2 separate regions of the Mus musculus genome follow, and region 2 is linked to region 1. A link is a contact called in public Hi-C data. All regions are on one chromosome and are shown on one strand. The core of a region is the stretch at or near the end of the contact, and the rest is flanking DNA. Distances in the headings are between cores, read along the strand shown.

Region 1 (5,070 bases), core at 279-2,778:
ATATTTTATGCATTATGGGTGTTTTGCCTACGTGTATGTCTGTGCACCAAGTGTTGTACAGCACCTGGAAGGCTGGAAGGGAACCTGGTCTACAAAGCAAGTTCGAGTATAGCCAGGGCCACACAGAGAAACCCTGTTTCCAAAACAAAACAAAACAAAACAACAAAAAGAGGACAACTTTGTGGACTTGGTTTTCTCCTGACACCATGTGTGGGTCGTGGGGATGAAACTCAGGTCTCCAGACTTGGCAGCAAGTGCCTTTACCTGCTAAGCCATCTTGACAACCTTCATTATTTCTAATGTGGCTACAGGAAAATGGAATGTTGCACCAAGTGGCTTGGATTCTCTTTCTACTGGCAGGCACTGGCCTTTGGGCTTTACTATTTCTTTAGCTGCTAGATTCAGTTGCTGTGGTAATTAAACGGCGCTTCCGACTCAGTGCTTCTAGGAAAGAAAAATGACGAGAGCAAGGGGGTGCAACCTCGGGGATGATTTTCTTGCGCGGTCCGGTTCACTCCACCTCAGTTTTCTCAGCAAGCATCCGATTTGGCAAAGACCCTCCTTTAAGGAGAAAGGGACCAGGTTTGCTTCAGTTCAGTCCATCAGTCTAGATCTCTGCCCAGAAAGCTAGGGACTGAAGATGCCTTTCCTTCCTCGAGCCTATACCAAATCACTCTTCAGGGGAGGGGTCGCCTTCCCTCCCCCGCACCGGGAGTCAGAGCCTAGAGCCTCAGTGTCACACGTTTATCACGTGCTCAGCTGCTTCACTCTGGAGCTCACCTGAAATGTGCCTGCCTCCTGCAGGCCATCGCAGGCCTCTCTGTAAGCTCTCCTTTCGCGTACCCAACTTTTTAGGTTTCTTTCAGTGTGGTAGTGAAGTACTTGTCTCAAGTTTGTCTTTCGAGAGACACACAATCCCTAGGTAATAGTATGTTAGCAAACGTTTCTTATATGAGAATCAGTTACCCTAGACTGATTGTTCTGGGGGTTTAACCTAGAGCCGCGGCAAGTGCTATACCACTGCGAGACACCTCCACCCCAGCTCTTAATTTTTTCTTCCCGCTTGAGAGCTATGCACTCAGCAAAAATCTGTAAGTTGAATTAGATATTTGTTGTGTTTCTAGATGCTGTTAATCTCAAAACAGAGCTGAGAGAGGCAGAATTCACAATGGGTGGGGTGGCGTATGCTGTGGTGAGGAATTGGGGCTGTGTACTTCACTTGATCCTTCTTGGAGCCTCAAGTCAAGAAGGCTGCCTTCACACCTGGATGCGTTTTCTTGGACTGCCTCGCCTTTCCCTCCTTCAAGGCGAGTACACCCAGCCTATAATGAAAACGCATTATCAATTCTCTGCTTCCTGCTCCTTGGATGACTTTCAACTAAAAGCAGCACTGACTCTACTCTGCGTTTAGACTGATTCCATCCCGACTGCCTTCAAATTTGCCCGCCCTCCAAACTTTGTTTTAGTATTTTTTTCTGTGAAACAAAAAGGCTGTCGGCTCTTGAAAAGGGGAAGGAATTTGGAAGCGCTTTGAGGGGAAAAAAAAAAGAACCACGAGGAGGATGTGGTAAAAAGCAGGAGGGGGTGGGTGATGGTGGTTGATTGCAAAGGACAGGGGCTGGGGGTGGAGCGGTGAAGATCAGATAAGAGGTCACTGAATTCCTGGGGTCACAGGTTAAGGATTGGGGGGTGGGAGGTTGAAGGCTCCACCCCTTGCAGAGATTATAAATAGGTAGGCTGGGCTTCGGGCTGTGATGCTTTCGGTGATAGTCCTTAAGCCTTCTGAGAGCGGCTTCTGTAGGACCCGAGGAACACTTGCTGCCGAGAACATTGGCTGGATACCTCTAGATCTACCTTAAGACTTGAGAACTAGGTTGGGACCATGGGGACAACGAAGGTAAGAGCTGGTTGTTTTTATTTGCTTGTTTGGGGTCCTCACGGAGGTAGGTCGTGGTGCGGATCGCCGTGCTCCGGTTTCTCCTAAGTCACCGAGCCATCCGGACGGAGGCCTTTTCTTATCAGCTCCAGCAAGCAATTCGATACTAGTGTTAGCGTTCTAGGCATCTCCTACCTGACGAGGATCCTCTCGGACACCTTCTTAGCACGTGAAAGTCACCTCAGAAGCTGTTTGCCTCTCGGGTGTGTTTGAGGTAGCTGTGATGAGAGCGAAGAGGGTAGGACTTGGCCGCGGGGGTCTCGGAGCCAGCTGGAAGGCTTGGGAAAGGCTTAGACCTTGAGAGGACGTGGGGTTGGCTTGGGTTTGCTGTTCAGCATCCCGCTATCGGTCCTTGGGTTCCCGGTACTGTGGGGAGGGAAGTCCAGTTGTCCTTACTATGGTTGTGAGTGCAGGATGTATCGGAGTTAGTGTGGGCGGAGGGAGGAAGGCAGTATTTGTAAGGAAAAGGGCATTTCCACGAAGATTAACTTGGAAATTAAGTAAATTAAGAGACCGTGAAAAAAAAATCAGGATAAAAGAGGGGATGTCTGTAAAGAGGGTTTTACAACAAGGAAAGGGCCTTCGCCTGGAAGGGACAGCACTTAACCACCGAGAGACTGGGAGGCTGCCGGGAAGGTCAGCTCGCTGCTAGACGCTCCCAGCCTGCCACCGGGAGTGACCTTAAGAGGAACTTAAGGACAGGTGAAGAGGTTGTAGCAGGCCAAATAGGTCGGCCTCAGACTCCAGTTTTGAGATGTCCCTGCCTGCTTGAGTGATTTCCCAGCAAGGTGAGGAGATGTCTGCCTGATCCCCCCTTGCTAAAAATGGCTCCTAATAATGTGTTTAAAATGAGCAGAGGCTCTGGCCAGCTGGGCGGAGAATGGTACCATATTTAGAGAACAGGAAGACTCTCAAGAGGGCCCAGGATGTTGCTGGTGGGTTGGGTAGTCTAGAGATAAGAAAAATAAAAATCTGAGCATAGCACCTCGCACCTGTGACTCCAAACCTGAGAGGCTGAAGCAGGAGAAGTGAGGAGCTGACTTGAGGTTAGCTTGGAGTACAGAGCGTGGGACCTCCTCTCAAAGAGAGGAAGAGGAGATGAGAGAGAAACAGGTGGTGGGAGAGGAGAAAAAGGAATTCACACGGTTAGTTCCGGTGCTTGGGGGTCGGGGGGGGGGTGGTGCGGGGGGAGAAGGGGGTCACCTGCCATCTACCATGCTGGTGTGGCTGCTCCTTCCTGCTCCTGTTCTGGCCTCTACAGTCTGTGAGGCGTGGTGGACCCACATGGAGTCTGGTTCTGCCCTCTATGCTTTGAGGGGTTTGGGTCTGTTATGTTTTATGTTTTGAGACAAGATCTCACTGTAAGCCTGGACTAGCCATGAACTCACCGATAGTATTCCACAACCCTGCATTCACCGTTCCCTAGGGCAGTCAGATACCTGTGTCTATCTGGTGACGTTTTTGGTTGCCTTTTCTTTTTGAGAAATTTAGTTCAGGCGGACTTTGAACTCAGGATCCTAGGGTTCTAGGATTACAGTTGTTCACCACCCTAGTCCGGCTGGTGAAATGGTCTTGTTTTTGCTTTTCGGTTTTTTTTTTTTTTTGTTTTTGTTTTTTGAGACAGGGTCTCACTGTGTAGCCTGGCTGGCCTGGTACTAGCTATGTAGATGAGGCCAAGAGAATTGACTTAAATTCCTTTTTAGGTCTTTCTCTCCAAATGCGCCTGAAATCCTGGCATTCTAAGCAAAGGCAGGAGAAATGCCTTAAGATGGACTCCAAGCAGGCATCCTTGGGAAGGGAAAGAATGTCACTGGTCAAAGTGTGTAAGCATTTCCCCTTGTCTGCTTGCTCTCCAGGTGACCCCATCTCTGGTGTTCGCCGTGACTGTTGCCACGATCGGCTCTTTCCAGTTTGGCTACAACACTGGAGTCATCAATGCACCTGAGACAGTGAGTGTGCCGAAATGAAAAGGGATTGCAAACTGAGTTTTAAGTAGGACTGGGACTTTAAGATGCCTGGCTAAGGTGGGGGAGGGCTAGCACACTGTGGAAGAAGCTAAGGCAAGCTCTTTGCTCCTCAGGCTCTGCCCCCTCACCGAGTTGTGATCCTTTTCCTATATTATTCTTTAGGGATTCCTAAGAACGTGGGAAGTCGTGACTGGGTGGGGTGCCCCTTTGAACATCTGTGCTGCCACCTACTGGACGTTTAGGGTGATGCCCTTTTCAAAGCACGTGCCTTTCCTCCCTCCTGATCCTGGCCTCTAAGGAAGCCACCCTAGGATTTGCCTACTACTCTCATCGAGATTTAATGGTCTGTCCTCACACTGTGCATTTTTTCGTGCAGATCCTAAAGGACTTTCTTAACTACACTTTGGAAGAGCGGTTAGAAGACCTACCAAGTGAGGGACTGCTGACTGCCCTCTGGTCCTTATGTGTGGCCATCTTCTCTGTTGGTGGCATGATTGGCTCTTTTTCTGTTGGACTCTTTGTCAACCGCTTTGGCAGGTACTGAGCAGACACTGGGCCAGGAGTCTGCCTGCACTGGTTACCCGAAAGACAGCAGAGCACATCGGGTCAGGGGGATAATGCTGTGTGGGAACGTGTTGGGTTATCCTTGGGGAAAGCTAGTCCACCTGCCTAGAGAGCTGCGATGTGAGACCTTGCTCTCGGAAGTTCCCATTTTAGCTCCCAGGCTGGTTTAATTTTGCTAGAGTGAGGTCAGCAACGGAGTTCCTTAAACTTCTTTTAAGGACAAAGGTTGCTTCTCCCTCCCACCCCACCCCCAAGGCAGTCACTGGCTAACTGTGTAGACCAGGCTGGCCTCTATCAAACTCGGAGGTCCAGCCGCCTGCCTCTGCTTCCTGGGTGCCATGACATCCAGCCAGAAGTTATTTTTGTTTCTGAAATTTTTGGAGACTTCTTGGAAGTCTTTTCATTATTTTATAAAATAAATATTTTCGGGCTGGTGAGATGGCTCAGTGGGTAAGAGCACTCGACTGCTCTTCCGAAGGTCTGAAGTTCAAATCCCAGCAACCACATGGTGGCTCACAACCATCCGTAATGAGATCTGACTCCCTCTTCTGGAGTGTCTGAAGACAGCTACAGTGTACTTACATATAATAAAAATAAATAAAT
Region 2 (5,058 bases), core at 253-2,752, 43 kb before region 1:
CGTCATAACGCTCAGCACCCCACTTGATCTCACAGGCTGTACAATCCCTGTCCAGCTCTCACTACCACACAAATGTCCACTCTCCTGAGTTCCGTAGCTCTCAAATGAGACGGACTTAGAATATGAGGACTTAGAATATGAACTCATTAGAAAAGTAACTTTGTATTCCAGAAAGGAGTCACTTTCCAGACAGGATTGTTGGGTGAAAAAATAAGAAAGAGGTCCGGCTATCTAGAAAAGGCGTGGCTTAGCTGGAGTAGCTGACCCTGTATCTGTTTGACAAGAAACTGAGAGTGTACATAGAACAGGAATTAGATTTATTACTGAAGATAGATCATTTCTTTTGCTTCTATTTTATTATTTTCAATAAAATAATAGGTTAGTTTAGTCAAAAGGAAAAAGAGATCTTGGAGATTTAGCAGAGAGAAAAAAGAGTGGGAGATCTGGGGATGTATGCTAAGCCCTTGCTTAGCACGGACGAGTCTCTAGATTCAGTCCCCAGTGAAAGGAAGAAATTAAAGAATTCTGGTAGGTAAAAATAAAATAAAATCTTGTTAAGATAAGATAATTGCAGGCAGAGAAAATACTGGTTTGAAGAAAGAGCGCTCCTATTCTGCCCACGACCAGTGCGTTGGTGTATCTGCCTCCAGGGTCTGTTGCTAGGATGCCAACCTATTTTGACAGTTGGCACCAGGTGGCAGTGTAGATCCCTGTAGTTCCAAGTTCTTACTGCTTTTTTAGCCAGGCATTCAACTAAGAGAGGTGAGGCAGGTGCCTTGTGAACTGTTTTTAATTAGGCCTAGAAGACAAACCCTGGGAAGCCGAGAAGCCATTTGAGGCTATTTAGGGAACGGATGATAAAAGGAATGGAAGGAGAGATAGTGGCCTGGGAGCGGAGGAAGGAGGGTTATGGGAAGGGCGTGGGCTTTAACATTAGAAAGCGGAGGTCTTTGGCCTCTGACACTTGTGTGTTGAGTTGGGGGCTTAAAGACAAGGAAACCAGAGGTGGTGGGTCACTGAAAATTAGGTTCACCTGATTGACTTCAACATAGACCAGACCAGAGGCGGGAAGGAGAAGGATCTCAGAGCGCAGGCGCCTCTGAGGTCAGGTGCCCATGACAAAATCACTAAGGGAGGATCTCTTGGATGGTTCTGCTGACTCGGTGGCTTGCAGATGAGGGCCAGCAAACGACTCAGTAGGAGGTTCACCCTTCCGAGATTGTTAAACACAATATCTCTCAGAGCGGAGCCAGGGGTTGAGGCTGAGCTCACACCACACATGCAGGATTTAGCCACTCCTTTGTCATTGCAAAGTATCTGAGAAAACTTAAGCAGGGAGGGATTTCTTCTCTCACAGTTCCAGGATTTCAGTCCATTATCACTTGGTTCCATTGTCTGGAGGCCAAGGCTCGATGAGGTGGCTAGCCGGAAGCCTAAGGTGGCGAGAGGCAGCTCCTCTCATGGTAGAGTGGTGCAGAGAGAAGACAGATCCAGGGATTAGATATTCTTCTAAGGAATGCCTGCGGCTGGGCCCCACCCCACGTGATCCATATCACTATCGAGCTATGAATCCACTGAGCTGTGGATTAGTCAGGTCCTGCATGGTTCTTCCCAGAAGGCCTTTTAACTCTCAACCAAACCTTTTACCACGTGAGCCTTGGGTGTGGGGAGGAAGAGGGGGGAGGCACTTCATATCCAAACCGCAACAGATGCTTAAATAAATTGTTTGGATGCATTATGTGTGTTTAGAAAAAAAAAGCTAAAAAGGAGGCCCCAAATGGAAAGAAAGCGAGAGACTTGCAGGTTGCAGTGCAGATGGGGAGCACCTACTGGGCGTTACTGAAGACAAAGGAGGAAGAGGCGATCTTTGAGATGGGAGACTTCTGCTCTCAGTTCTCTTAGTTTTCTAGAACTGCTACCACCACCACCTGCCACCACACACACACACACACACACACACACACACACACACACACACACACACATTTTAAACTTAGCATCTGTTTCCTTTATGTTTAAATGTATGGATATTTTGACTGTGTGGATGTCTCTGTACCACATCCATGCATGTTGCCCCCAAGGCCAGAAGGGGGTGCAGTGCCTTCATGCAAAGTAGGAAAAGGTGCTTCTCTGAGTAGTTGGGGGCGGGGTGGTCTAGGAAGACCTCTTGTGCAAAGAAGCTTCAAAGCCTAGGATTAAAACTTTCCAAACTAAACTGTTATACTTAAAAGCCATTGTAGAGGATTTAGAGATTTAAAACCTTGGAATAAGTTGGGCAGTGGTGGCGCACGCCTTTAATCCCTGCTCTTGGGAGGCAGAGGCAGGCCGGTTTCTGAGTTCCAGGCCAGCTTGGTCTACAGAGTGAGTTCCAGGACAGCCAGGGCTACACAGAGAAACCCTGTCTTGAAAAAGAAAAAAAAACAAAACAAAAAAACAAAAAACCAACCTGAACTAGAGATGGTACATTCCAGTTTACAAAGCTATAAACAAACACAAAGCCTTTGTTCCTGGGCAAGCCTTTTAGCCAAATTAAACTTCTGAGAAAAGCTGACTTCCATTTTTATCTCAAATACCCATGTTAACATATGTTTCCATGCTAACCATCTTACTTTGACTGTTAGTTTGTTTATATTGCGTATATGTATCTGTGTGTACAGGCCCCAGGCACCTGTGGTGGTTAGAGGACGGCTTTATGGAATCTGTTCTCCACTCCCAACTTCATGTGGGTTCTGGGAATCAAATTCAGGTTGGCATGCTTCCACAGCGAGTACCTTTAACTCCTGACCCATCTCTCCAGTCCTCAACCATCTTAAGTTTGACCCAGACAGGAACCTCTCTGCCAGGTGATCTTCCTAAAGCTTTAGCATGCGTGAGAGTCGCTTGTAAGACTTGTTGCAGGTGTCTTGGCCTTACCCTGTCAAGAGTCTGATTCGCCACATCTGGATTGCATATCTCACAGGTGGTGATGTCACACAGGTGGTGATGTCTCACAGGTGGTGATGTCACACAGGTGGTGATGTCACACAGGTGGTGATGTCACACAGGTGGTGATGTCACACAGGTGGTGATGTCACCAGTGCTGGGAAGACAGAGTGAGTAGCAGTGACTAAAACAAGCGCTGTCACTTTGCTACTGTGACAACACCAGTTGCCATAATGCCCTTCCTACAGTGGCTCAGAGATAAAACTCTCCTTTTCCCAAGTAAGCAAAGTAGTGAAAGGAAGTGAGACTGGAGTAAGCCAGGCACGGTCTCCTGCTCCTGCCTCGGGAGTGCAGGGGCTAAAGGCATGCACTACCACCACCAGCTACCAGGCACTTTCTTAAGAAAACCAATAATCAGCTGGGCGTGGTGGCACACGCCTTTAATCCCAGCACAGAGACAGGAGGCAGAGGCAGGCGGATTTCTGAGTTTCAGGCTAGCCTGGTCTACAAAGTGAGTCTCAGAACAGCCAGGGCTATACAGAGAAACCCTGTCTCGAAAAACCAAAAAAAAAAAAAAAAAAAGAAAAGAAAAAGAGAAGAAAACCAATATTGGGGGGGGGCGGGGTATAGGGAACTTTCGGGCTAGCATTTGAAATGTAAATAAAGAAAATATCTAATAAAAAATCTAAAAAAAAGAAAGAAAACCAATTTTAAGGAAGAAAGCAATGGACTGGGCTGTAGACATGTACTTAAGAGCACTCGCTGCTCCTCCAGAGGACCTGGGTCCAGTTCCCAGTACCCACTTCAGAGGTCTCACAAATGCCTATAATTTCAGCTCCCAGCGATCTCATACCTGCTTCTGGCCTCTGCAGGCACCTGCACTAAGATGCACACATGCGTGTGCAACACATACACATACACACACACACACACACTTTAAAATAACATGAATTTTTAAAAATTGTATAATAAGAGCTAGTGATTAGGAGCACTTGTTGCTCTTTCAGAGGACCCAGGTTCAATTCCCAGCATCTTACAAACATCTTTAACTTCTGGGATCCGAAACCCTCTTCTGGCTTACAGGCACCAGGAATACATGTAGTGCACAGACATACACATAGGCACAGCATTCATTCACATAAGATGAACAATAATAAGCTTGTGCCTTTAATCCCAGCAATTGGGAAGCAGAGGCAGGCAGATTTCTGAGTTCAAGGTTAGCCTGGTTTACAAAGTGAGTTCCAGGACAGCCAGGGCTACACAGAGAAACCCTGTCTCAGAAAAAGAAAGAAGGAAAGAAAGAAAGAAAGAAAGAAAGAAAGAAAGAGAAAGAAAGCAAGCAAATAAAAACGGAAGTTGACATAAATATCTGCAGAAGAGCATAAAGATGGATTGCCTAGTATCTGGGCTGAAAGTCAAAGGGGTTCTCCTCAAAGTGGCACGTCTCCTTACTAGTCAAATATTGCCCCATTGATTTCCCGAGCTAGATCCAAGGAGAAATGTCTTGAGGAAAGTCTGCTGGTAGGATATGCTATTTCCTGACCTCAGGTTTCCTATACTTCTTGAGATTCAGAGCAGTAACAACTCCGTACTTTACACTGTGCACTTTAACGTGTAGTGTTTGATCTCCCCATCAATGCAATCACTTCCATCACTTTATGGATGTCAACATTAAGGACAGCTTGGCCAAGGTCATGCAGTTGGGAATAGAGCTTGCACTTCATACAGCAAATTCTTTTGGCATTCAAAGCTGCCCCATGTAGCCAGTTGCTGGAACTGGAGGGAACTATTGTGTAACTAAACCACAATCACTTAGTGCTCTGTGAATATTACTAGTTCATTTCCTTCCCTGGCTACGTTCCATATGGTCCTACTGCTTTCCCCTCTGCTTGCCTATGCCCTGCCCTGGACACCCTGCTTTGAGTACACAGGCTTTCCAAATCTCTCTTAAGGTGTTATCTGTGGCTCCAACCTGGCTGAGATAAAGGTCAGCACGAGTGGAGCAGCGATATGGAACAATCCAGCCAGCAGATCTGCTGAAATGTTTTCCAAATGTTTGTTCCTACAGGAAGGACAGCAGCCCTCTGCCACGGTGTCACCATGAGCAGGCAGCACATTTTAGAAACGTAGCAGTAG

The links. Hi-C and Micro-C count contacts between places; a contact is called where the count stands out from the background.
Region 2: a contact with region 1 is called in a Hi-C map of the N1E-115 cell line, with 14 times the contacts expected there. The contact joins the enhancer-like site here to the promoter of Slc2a3 in region 1. A contact is called at or near these places in 7 of 39 promoter capture datasets (the 3T3-L1 cell line, cancer-associated fibroblasts, embryonic stem cells and 2 more), 11 of 15 datasets of contacts at CTCF or cohesin (CD8 T cells, the G1E-ER4 cell line, the NIH/3T3 cell line and 5 more), 277 of 484 Hi-C or Micro-C datasets (the 4T1 cell line, the AML12 cell line, B cells and 128 more), 62 of 115 datasets of contacts at active chromatin or transcription factors (the 230-238 cell line, CD4 T cells, CD8 T cells and 36 more) and 6 of 9 other capture datasets (adipose tissue, embryonic stem cells, embryonic tail and 3 more).

What each region holds. Positions count from the first base shown.
Region 1 is chr6:122,739,203-122,744,272 of GRCm38.p6, reverse strand. Slc2a3 (solute carrier family 2 (facilitated glucose transporter), member 3) reads left to right here and starts at 1,528. Exons shown (of 10, transcript NM_011401.4): 1 at 1,528-1,897; 2 at 3,793-3,885; 3 at 4,280-4,440. The coding sequence starts at 1,883.
Region 2 is chr6:122,782,110-122,787,167 of GRCm38.p6, reverse strand. It overlaps a transcript of Slc2a3 not described here. Among named protein-coding and RNA genes, the nearest start is that of Foxj2, 36 kb to the left of the region's middle. Within about 2 kb of position 1,502, at least 30 of the 459 cell types and tissues checked have an H3K27ac peak or open chromatin away from gene starts, as enhancers often do. A contact at or near this core is called in the Ba/F3 cell line, the G1E-ER4 cell line, the N1E-115 cell line and 8 more, where this site is marked.